3 separate regions of the Sus scrofa genome follow, and all the other regions are linked to region 3. Evidence: chromatin contacts called from public Hi-C data. All regions are on one chromosome and are shown on one strand. Each heading gives the region's core, a stretch centred on a gene start, on an enhancer-like site or on the middle of the called end of the contact. The rest is flanking DNA. Distances are from core to core; before and after follow the strand shown.

Region 1 (3,378 bases), core at 605-3,104, 86 kb before region 3:
TAACTTTCTATTTAGTTAAGCAAATATTTATGGACTGTCCATTACATCCAAAGCGACTCTGTAGAAACTACACATAAAACCCTTGCTCTTGGAAAGTTCAGAATCTAAATGGGGGAGGTAGGGAGTAATGGCACAAGAACAGCACATCATATATTCAATAAAATATGACACACGTGGCCTAAGAGAGGCACAAGTCTATCTAGAAAGTGATTCATAAAGAGAAGAAAGAGTACACTTGGCAAGTTTTTCAGAAAAAGCTTCTTTCAGAACAATCGGCATTTGAAGGGATCTTATAAATGGGGTTGGAAAGAAAGGCCAGGCAAAGAATTTAGGAATAAAGAAGTGGCAGGAAGGAAGTAAATATTTAGGGGCTAGTATGACCACTGCAGAGTATACAAAGGAAAAAAATGGAAAATAAAGGCAGAAATACGAGTTGAGGTACTGCTGGAAGGGGCTGTATAAATTAAATACATTAAAGTAACACATTCCAGGGACAGAATTCTTTTTTTTTTTTTTTTTTTTGTCTTTTTGCCTTTTCTAGGGCCGCTCCCACGCAGCATATGGAGGTTCCCAGGCTAGGGGTCTAATCAGAGCTGTAGTCACCAGCCTCTGCCAGAGTCACAGCAATGAGGGATCTGAGCCGTGTCTGTAACCTACACTACAGCTCACGGCAACGCCGGATCTTTAACCCACTGAGAAAGGCCGGGGATGGAACCCGCAACCTCGTGGTTCCTAGTCGGATTTGTTAACTGCTGCATCACAACGAGAACTCCCTCCCAGAATTCTTCTAAAGTTAAGTATTTATATAATCAAAATCAAATTACTTATCTTCATTTTTCTATTTATCTGATGTCAAATATGATGATCATACAAAACGGATTCAAATATCAATAGGACAGAATCCCTGCCTTCAAAAAATTCATAATCTAGAGGGGAAGAAAACACACAAATAATACGGTATATATCTCAGCAGAGATGTATACAAAGCACTATATTATGGTAGCATAAAAAAAAAAAAAAAAAAAAAAAAAAAAAAAAAAAAAAGTCTCTAAATATGGCTACAGATATATTAAATACCAGGTAATATTACTTTCCTCAGTGTCTAATAGTTGCCTTTCCCCCAAGACATTTCCATATTCTCCATATAAGTCCCTCAATATATTTCAACTAAACGAACTGGTCTTCCCAGTAAATTCTATACGTTAATAGCTTTGTCCAATTTAATTTACCCATTGAGCCCTACCAAAGTATTCAATCCCCTGGTACAGTCATCACCACAGCATTTCTATACAGTACTAAACTTGTGCTACATTAATTTTTATTTTATGAGCTTCCTATAGCTATTTCATATTCATCCCTGGAGAAAATTCAGCCTAGGATTCACCTCCTTTAGAAGGCCTCTCCCTACTCAACCCTGTCTAATAACCTGTGCATATCGTAAGTAATACTGCACTGTGATAATATATTACCCTTTCTTTACAGTAGACTCTACACCCTTGGAAAAAAGGAAAACTTTCATAATCTTTGTATCCTTAATACGTTGCCTAGCATAGTAGACATGCAAAATATTTTTGCTAAATCAGAAATGATACATAGAACAAAAGACATGAAAAAGAACACGACACTTAAAGACAAAAACTAGAACCAAGTCCTGGCTCTTCCACTTTCTAGCTCTATGACCTTGAGAAGATCACATACTTTCTGTTTTCACAATACCCTCAATCTCATACATTGTATGTAAAACTAGCAAGAACACAGAGGGTACACTAAATAAATGCCCAGAGGTAAGGCAGGACATGGCATTTCAGGAACCACTTGACAGCATAATGTGGCCAGAACATGCTACTAGCCAAATAGAGTTGCCGACAGGCAAGCAAAGGTCAAATATCCAGGCCTCTTATTAGCCATGTTAAGAAATCTGGACTTTATCCTAGCGGCAATGGGGAGTTATTTCATAGATTAAAAATTCTTCTCTGGCATAACACCTAACTAACATTATTACAGTGGCTATTAACATTTATTTTTAGATAGCAAATAGTAACTCTTCTAATGACAGTGACCAAAACACTTAAATTTGGACCCAGAAACATTAGAGAGAAGAAAAATATATACACTGAGGGGGATACTGGTGACTTTAAAGAATATCCTGGGAACTCCTCTCTACTTGTGAAATGGGATGCTGTCCAATTCATGAATCATTTGATAAAGCCAATTAGGTCAAGATTAAAAAAAAAAAAAAGAATATTCTTACTAGACACGAAAAAAAGCTGGGAAACCTGAGTTCATCATTTTTTTGTTTTACAAAAAAAGGTCTATAGACTTCTAGAAACAATTCTTGCTAAGGCATTCAAATGATGCTTGAATACCTGTTAAAAAGTTCTTCACATCAAGTCAAATTTACTCCTGTCTTCCTAAGTATTTACTTTGAGACCGTTTAAAGTAAACCTAATTGTGGCGTTCCTGCTGTGGTTCAAAGGGTTAAGAACCCCACATAGTGTTTGTGAGGATGCCGTTTCCATTCCTGGTCTTGCTTGGTGAGTTAAGGATCCGGCGTTGCCACAAGCTGCAGCGTAGATTGCAGATACAGCTCAGATCTGGCAATGCTGTGGCTGTGTCAGAGACCTGCAGCTGCAGCTCTGATTCAACCCTAGCCCAGGAACTTCCATATGCTGCAGGTACAGACATGAAAAGAAAAGAGAAGAAATAAAACCTAACTGTGATTCAAATTCCTGAAGACCTGTCCCCCTTAAAGCTTCTCTTTTCAAAGACATGGGTAAAATACACCCAGTTTATTGAAATGTGAAAAATTCTATCCATAATGGTTAAAATAAAAGGTTTAATGTTAAAGGGATAAAACTTCAACTATCAGTTCCATATTACTAACTTTTAGGGTTCCCTCAGGGCTTCTAAGTATTTGACTAGTGGATAGTACAGAATCTGACAAGGATTACTAGCTTAATGCTAGTAAATTATGTGAGAACATACTAATAACTAGGTGAATAACCACATTCAAATAGTATTAATTAATTTTCCAATAGTGCACCAGAGAATTTCTATCATTAGTTTATTTGGCTCAGCTTAAACGAAGGTAACAAGGTGATTTTAAGTTGAAAGATAGAACTAATTATGACAATAAACAGAACCAAGATATAAAAGAATCTCAAGAGAATGGAGCAATGGATCAAATCAAGTAATTTTTAACTATGGGTCCTGATTTCAGTGCCGACCAACTCTACTATAAGTACATTCAGGCTGCAAATATCACAGAGGCCAAGCAGGTGACATAAATGAGTGAAAGTGGCCAGAAGAGAACTATGGTTAGCTAAAAAGTACAAAGGGGCAGCTACCAGTCAACCTCAGTTAATTGTCATTACTATA
Region 2 (3,375 bases), core at 584-3,083, 100 kb before region 3:
AATTCAACAGTTTTTGAAACTGAGTAAAAATAAAATACAGCTAAAACACGTAATGGGAAATGTACAATATCAATCAAACATCTGTATCAGAAAAGAAGAGCTCAAACAATGACTTCAATTTTTGCCTTAAAAAAAAAGAGTAAAACCCAAAGTAAGCAAAAGAAAATAAATAATAAATAGCAGAAATCAGTGAAATACGATTTCCTTCCTAAAGCAGGAAAACAAGAGAAAATCAATAAAACTCCATAAAATTGATAAACCTCTAGCTACACTGGTCAGGAAAAAAAAAAAAAAGATATTAATTACCAACATCAGAAATGTACCCTACAAACTATATAGACACTGAAAGGATAATAAAAAACGTTATGCCAATAAATCTGACAACTTTGATGAAACAGAAAAGCATCGTGAAAGCAACAAACTACCAAAAGCCCACTTATACAAAGATACCCTAAACACAGAACTTCTACATGAAAACTTAAGAAAAAAACTTAACTGTCAGGCCTTAGGCACAGATTTCTTAAATAAGTACAGTCTATAAAAGAAAGAAGTAATGTGTGAGACTTTTTTAAAATTAAAAGCTTTTGCTATTCAAAATACACTATTAAGGAGTTCTGGTTGTGGCACAGCAGAAACGAATCCTACTAGTAACCACGAAGATGTGGGTTCAATCTTCAGCCTTGCTCAGTGGGTCAGGGATCTGGTGCTGCCATGAGCTGTGGTGTGGACTAACAGTTGTAGCTCTGATTCCACCCCCCTAGCCTGGAAATATCCATATGCATTACAGGTGCGTCCATAAAAAGCAAAAATAAATAAATAATTTTTTAAAAAAAGCTATTTGCACTGTGTCTTTAAAAAAGAAACAAACAAAATACACTATTAAGAAAAGACCTGGAGTTCCCGTCGTGGCTCAGCAGTTAACAAACCCGACTAGCATCCATGAGGATGCAGGTTTGATCCCTGGCCTTGCCCAGTGGGTTAAGGATCCAGCACTGCTGTGAGCTGTGGTGTAAGTTGCAGACGTGACTCAGATCCCGTGTTGCTGTGGCTGTGGTGGCAGCTACAGCTATCTAACCCTTAGCCTGGGAACCTCCTCTTTTTTTAGTTGTGGCCCTTAAAAAAAAAAAAAAAAAAAACAACAACACTACTCGGATCCTGTGTCATTACATAGGATAAATAAAACTAATGAGCTCCTTGAAGAAATAGCCAATTTTAAGCTTGAGGCAGGGAAATTAAATACATCTTCTCATACCAGAAAGTAGAAGTACTTCAAGACTAATGAGGACATATTAAAAAGGTACAGAGTTGGTTTGCAAAGATTCCCACCAGTAAAATATTCAAAAAGAGTAATAATGGCAACAGATTACAACGTATTCAATGTTTTGCTTTTGTTAAAAAAAAAAAAAAAAAAAATCTATGGGTCCAACTCCCTACAGAAAAGTCCCAACTATAGGGAGTTCCCATTGTGGCACAGGGGGAAGGAATCCAACTAGTAACCATGAGGATGCATGTTTGATCCCTGGCCTTGCTCAATGGAATGGGTATCCTGTGTTGCCGTGAGTTGTGGGGTAGGTTGCAGACACAGCTCGGATCTCACATGGCTGTGGTGTAGGCCAGCAGCTACAGCTCCAATTCAACCCCTAGCCTGGGAAATTCCATGTGTAGCAGGTGCAGCCCTAGAAAGAAAAAAAAAAGTCCCACCTATAAATTAAAAAGAGGTAAAAATACTTTTACTAAGTGATAAAACTTAGTATAAGCAATAATGGGACAAACTAAAATCATGTCTCCTAATGGGATACTGAAGTGTACAAAATCATCTATGTAGCACTCTTACCAAGAAATGATTAACCTGAATTATGAAGAAAGAATCAAACAGATACAGACAACTAGTCCGGACTATTTAAAAATGTCGATGTCAGGAAAGAACATCAAAAAGGCACAAAACACCGGTATTAACTTAAGATTAAAAAGAACAACTAAATCCAAGACATGACCTTTGATTCAATCCTAGATTTTAAAACAAAAGAACATTTATAAAAATTACTACGATAATCTTTTTTCCAAATATGTAATGATTTTTATTTTTTTCCATCATAGCTGGTTTACAGTTACCAGGATAATTTAAGAAACATGAATTTTGATTATATGATATCTTATTACACATCATGCTGTTTTGTAACTTAGTAAAAGTAACTTTTACTTAAAATAAAAATAATAAGAAAGCAAATGTGACAAAAATTAACAATTACTGACTCTATTTGAATGGTTTATGGATGTCCAGTATTATCATTCTTTCAACTTTTCTGTAAGTTTTGACTTTTTCAAAATAAAATGTTAGGAAAAGTAAATGATACTTTCAATATTAACAGTTTGAAGAAAATCATAATTCTGATATTCCTCACATTGCTTAAGTTGACGTGAAACCATCTTTTTTCTTGTAAAATAATAAAAATATAGATTTGCAGGCCTATCCTTAGCAGTCTCTTTGTATTTGTAGTGTCAATATCTAGCGCAGTAGCTGATATATAGGCCGCAGGTGCTCAATGAATGTTGTTTACGCTGCTAGGAGTTGGTATAGTAGAAAACACAATAAATTTCTGCTAAATAATTAGTAGCTGTCCAGTTTTAGACAGGTCACTTTCCTTCAGTAAAGTTTGAGAAACAGTATCAACTTATGTATATCCCAAATTACTACTAAAAGATTTAATAATTTAAGTAAAACCACTTTTCAAAATACCATGCAAATGTTTTACTATTTCTATCTCCAATTACATTCTCAATATTTACCATATTAATTTTTAAAAATTACTTCTGGAGTTCCCGTCGTGGCGCAGTGGTTAACGAATCCGACTAGGAACCATGAGGTTGCGGGTTCGATCCCTGCCCTTGCTCAGTGGGTTAACGATCCGGCGTTGCCGTGAGCTGTGGTGTAGGTTGCAGACGCGGCTCAGATCCCGCGTTGCTGTGGCTCTGGCGTAGGCCGGCGGCTACAGCTCCGATTGGACCCCTAGCCTGGGAACCTCCATATGCCGCGGGAGCAGCCCAAGAAATAGCAACAAGACAAAAAATAAAAATAAAAAAATAAATAAATAAATAAAAATTACTTCTGTAAGTCTTACTTTCATTTGAGGTATTTAGGGGGAAAATCTTAGGAAATTTATCTAACAATATAATCTTTTAAGTATAATATATCTCTCAGAAACTGGCTATTTCTCTTTTGACAAAAAAAATGTTCAAAGTTGGACCACATAGCACAGTTTTTAAACAGTTTTATAATAGTTTGTAATAAATTTAAGATTAGAAGCTCAACAACAACAACAAAGAGCCTGCTTTCTTAACTCTGGCATTTATAAGAGCCATTGGATCTTAGCTGTA
Region 3 (3,594 bases), core at 188-2,687:
TTAATCCACTGAGCGAGGCCAGGGATTGAACCTGTGTCCTCATGGATGCTAGTCAGATTTGTTTCGGCTGAGCCATAAAGGGAACGCCCAGATTATTTTACTTTTGCCAGGGGCTCTGGAATCAGACTGCCTGGGTTCAAACACAGGGTCTGCCTCTTATTATTTAACCCTGAGCAAGTCTCTTGGCCTCTCTGAGCACCGGCTCCTCAGCTATGGTGAGGAGTCAGTGTGGCAATGCAGAGAAAGTATTTAGCACAGTGGCCGGCACAAGCAGACCCTGGCGGTCAATCATTCCCACAGCAACTCTCAGACCTTTCTGCTCCACTCCCATTTTGCAGATGAAGAAACTCAGGCGAGGAGTGGATCCATGAGTTTTTCAAGGGTCATCCAGCCCAGGAAGGGCTGGCTCTGGGGACTCCAAGCCCATGCTCACAACCGCTTTGCTGTATGCGCAGCATTTACTAAAATTATAATGGCAGCTCCAGGAGGCCCCCTGAACTTCCTGTGGGATCAGGATAAGGAGAACCCCCCCCCCGCAAGAGTCTTCTTTCATATTCTACATCTGTGTCTTTCTGTTCCCTGTCCACTTTCAAGTTCAACCTCTTTAGAACCAGCCCTGTGGGGAGGGAGGATGTTGGTTTGTTATCTTGGGTTTGACAGCTCAAAGGAGATGTTTCCTGTCAAAGGCATGCTGAAGAAGGAGGAGGAGAAGCAGCAGCAGCATTCTTCGCTGCAACAACTGTCGGCCGCTTTATTTTCTACAATCTTTTTAGATCAAGGGTCCTTAGACTTGATGGCTAGTTGGAATCTCCTGGGAAGCTTTAAATTTCCAGATGCCCAGGCCCCAACTCAGACCACTTACATCTGAGTCTCGGAGGAGGGTGGGGTGAGAGGGAAACGGGGCATCAGTATTTTTCAGTGCTTCCCAAGCGACTCCAACGTGCAGGCAAGTTTGAGAAATGGTGTTTTGGATCTAATGTGCACTCAGCTCCAACGCTGCAGTCGCTTTGGGTAACAGAAACTCTTTTTTTTTTTTTTTTTCCTCCTAGGACTGGCTGTTCGGGAATCTGAGCAGGCTTTCCAGAGGCACCGGCTAGTGGAGGATGTGTGTGTGCGAGAGACCCGGGGTCCTGCTCTGCCTCTAGGCCTGGCTTGGAGATGCCGGGTCTCCGGGTTCCCGCAGGCACCCACACGTGCGGCCGCGGCGACGAGTCTGGTCATCTGCGGAGACGGCCAGCGGGGCTCGGCGGCCGCCACGCTGCCCACCCCAACCACAGAGGTTCGCAGGAGACGCCCGGGGCTCAGGAATCTTACCTTGGCTGCCGGCGCTGCCCTCCAGTTCCCGGAATCCTGGGACTCGGGTTCGATCTGTCGCCGGGCTCGGCGGTCGCTCTCGTCTGCGCCGGAGAGGCGCCCACCAAGAGCTCAGGCGCCACCTAGTGGGCGAGGGGCGGCCGCGCAGGGAATCGGTTGGGAGGTGGGAGCGCAGGCGGATTCAGGCGGAAATGCAGCCCGGGCTTCCCACGTGGGCGGTTTTCCAACAAGCTGCGCACCCCGGGCACACATCCCGGCTGGGTGGGACGGCCTTCACTCCCTGAAGGGCGCTAGGACCTGAACTTGCTGAACTTTCTGTTGGGAGCTCGGAGGGGCAGCCAGACCCTGGCTGCTGGCCTGAGAGCCATCCTGGGATTTTCCTGGCCCGACTCGGGGATCTTAGCCTTTCATCCAGAAGCTTTTCAATTTGGCATAGCCTGCCCTTTAAATATGCTGGGAACATCAGAAGATGCAAGGGACCTGGGTTTCTCTCAAGGCCGGGAGGCCTTTTCTCTACTTCTCTACTAGTAACCCTCTTTTGGCCCTGCCTAACCCCCCTCCACTGCCGCCACCCCCCGTCCCCGCCCCAGCCGTTGCCTTCCTTCCCGGTTCCCTCCAGTCTCTTTGGCTGAACTTCATTAATCGCCCAGTCTGTGTCACATTCTGTAGAGTCTGGAGACACAGGTCCCTTAGGAATTGGCAAGTTGATGTTTATGTTTCTGAACCGGATGCCATTGACATTTTTTTTGGTTGGGGCCATCCTGGCACTGCAGGGCATTTAAGACCCCTAGAATAGCCACCCTTTAGTCACCGAGACAACTAAAACCAACATTTCATATTTCCAATTGTCTCCAGGGTTGGAGGAGCACTGCCCTTGACTGAGCACCTATTAATTGGTTCTCAAGGTCAGGAAGATGGTGGATTATTTTAAATGTGTACATTTCATTTATTTCTTCCTTCAATAAATGTTAACTGAGCACCTACTATGTGCCGCTTTCCTATGCACAAGGGTTATGACGCAGACTTAAGCACCTCAGAATCTCTGCCTTTGTTGAATTCACATTTATGTAACACTTATTAACACTTATTTTTTATTAATTTTTTAGTGATTTTTATTTTTTCCATTATAGATGGTTTACAGTGTCCTGTCAGTTTTCTACTGTACAGCACAGTGATCCAGTCTCTCTCTCTCTCTCTCTCTCTCACACACACACACACACACATACACACACACACACACATGCATATATATACACACATTCTTTTTCTCACATTATCCTCCATCCTGCTCCATCACAAGTGATTAGATATAGTTCCCAGTGCTATACAGCAGGATCTCCTCGCTTATACATTCCATATCAACACTTTTAACACACAAAAATGCAAAGCTATGTGATTGAGTTCTTAAGTACATGATTTTTTTTTCTTTTTTGTCTTCTAGGGCCGCACCCCCAGCACATGGAGGTTCCCAGCCTAGGGGTCTAAGCGGAGCTACAGCTGCTGGCCTACACCACAGCCACAGCAATGCCAGATCCAAGCTGTGTCTGCAACTTGCACCACAGCTCACAGCAACACCAGATTCTTAACCCACTGAGCAAGGCCAAGGATCGAACCCACGACCTCATGGTTCTTAGTCAGATTCGTTAACCACTGAGCCATGATGGGAATTCTCATGATGTTTTTTTCTTTCATTTTTTAGAGTTTTATTGAGGTATAGCTGACTTACAATATTGTGCTGTGGACTTGTTTTTCAAAAATATATCAATTTTGGGAGTTCCCATCGTGGTGCAGCAGAAGCGACTCTTACCAGGAAACATGTTGCAGGTTCGGTCCCTGGCCTCGATCAGTGAGTGGGTTAAGGATCCAGCGTTGCTGTGAGCTGTGGTGTAGGTCGCAGATGTGGCTCGGATCCCGAGTTGCTGTGGCTGTGGTGTAGGCCGGTGGCTACAGCTCCGATTAGACCCCTAGCCTGGGAACCTCCATATGCCGCAGGTGTGGCCCTAAAAAAAAAAAAGACCAAAAAAACCCACCAATTTTGGAGTTCCCATAATGGTGCAGTGGAAACGAATCCAAGAACCATGAAGTCATGGGTTCGATCCCTGGTCTTGCTCAGTGGGTTAAGGATCTGGCATTGCTGTGACTCTGGTGCAGGCCAGTGGCTACAGCTCTGATTAGACCCCTAGCCTGGGAACCTCCATATGCTGTGGTGCAGCCCTCAAGAGACAAAAAGATTAAAAAAAAAATCAATTTATATGGCGCCAAAGGCAGAGAATGCCCTGG

What was found. Hi-C and Micro-C count contacts between places; a contact is called where the count stands out from the background.
Region 1: a Hi-C map of liver shows a contact between it and region 3, with 2.9 times the contacts expected there. The contact joins the enhancer-like site here to the promoter of CHD9 in region 3. A contact is called at or near these places in 1 of 5 promoter capture datasets (liver), 20 of 47 Hi-C or Micro-C datasets (alveolar macrophages, brain, embryonic fibroblasts and 10 more) and 2 of 2 datasets of contacts at active chromatin or transcription factors (alveolar macrophages and skeletal muscle).
Region 2: a Hi-C map of liver shows a contact between it and region 3, with 2.4 times the contacts expected there. The contact joins the enhancer-like site here to the promoter of CHD9 in region 3. A contact is called at or near these places in 1 of 5 promoter capture datasets (liver), 18 of 47 Hi-C or Micro-C datasets (alveolar macrophages, brain, embryonic fibroblasts and 9 more) and 2 of 2 datasets of contacts at active chromatin or transcription factors (alveolar macrophages and skeletal muscle).

What each region holds. Positions count from the first base shown.
Region 1 is chr6:31,984,062-31,987,439 of Sscrofa11.1, forward strand. The region is part of intron 1 of CHD9 (chromodomain-helicase-DNA-binding protein 9); the gene reads right to left. Among named protein-coding and RNA genes, the nearest start is that of CHD9, 86 kb to the right of the region's middle. Within about 2 kb of position 1,855, at least 3 of the 83 cell types and tissues checked have an H3K27ac peak or open chromatin away from gene starts, as enhancers often do. A contact at or near this core is called in liver, where this site is marked.
Region 2 is chr6:31,965,313-31,968,687 of Sscrofa11.1, forward strand. The region is part of intron 2 of CHD9 (chromodomain-helicase-DNA-binding protein 9); the gene reads right to left. Among named protein-coding and RNA genes, the nearest start is that of CHD9, 100 kb to the right of the region's middle. Within about 2 kb of position 1,834, at least 1 of the 83 cell types and tissues checked has an H3K27ac peak or open chromatin away from gene starts, as enhancers often do. A contact at or near this core is called in liver, where this site is marked.
Region 3 is chr6:32,070,538-32,074,131 of Sscrofa11.1, forward strand. CHD9 (chromodomain-helicase-DNA-binding protein 9) reads right to left here and starts at 1,438. Exons shown (of 40, transcript XM_021094174.1): 1 at 1,315-1,438.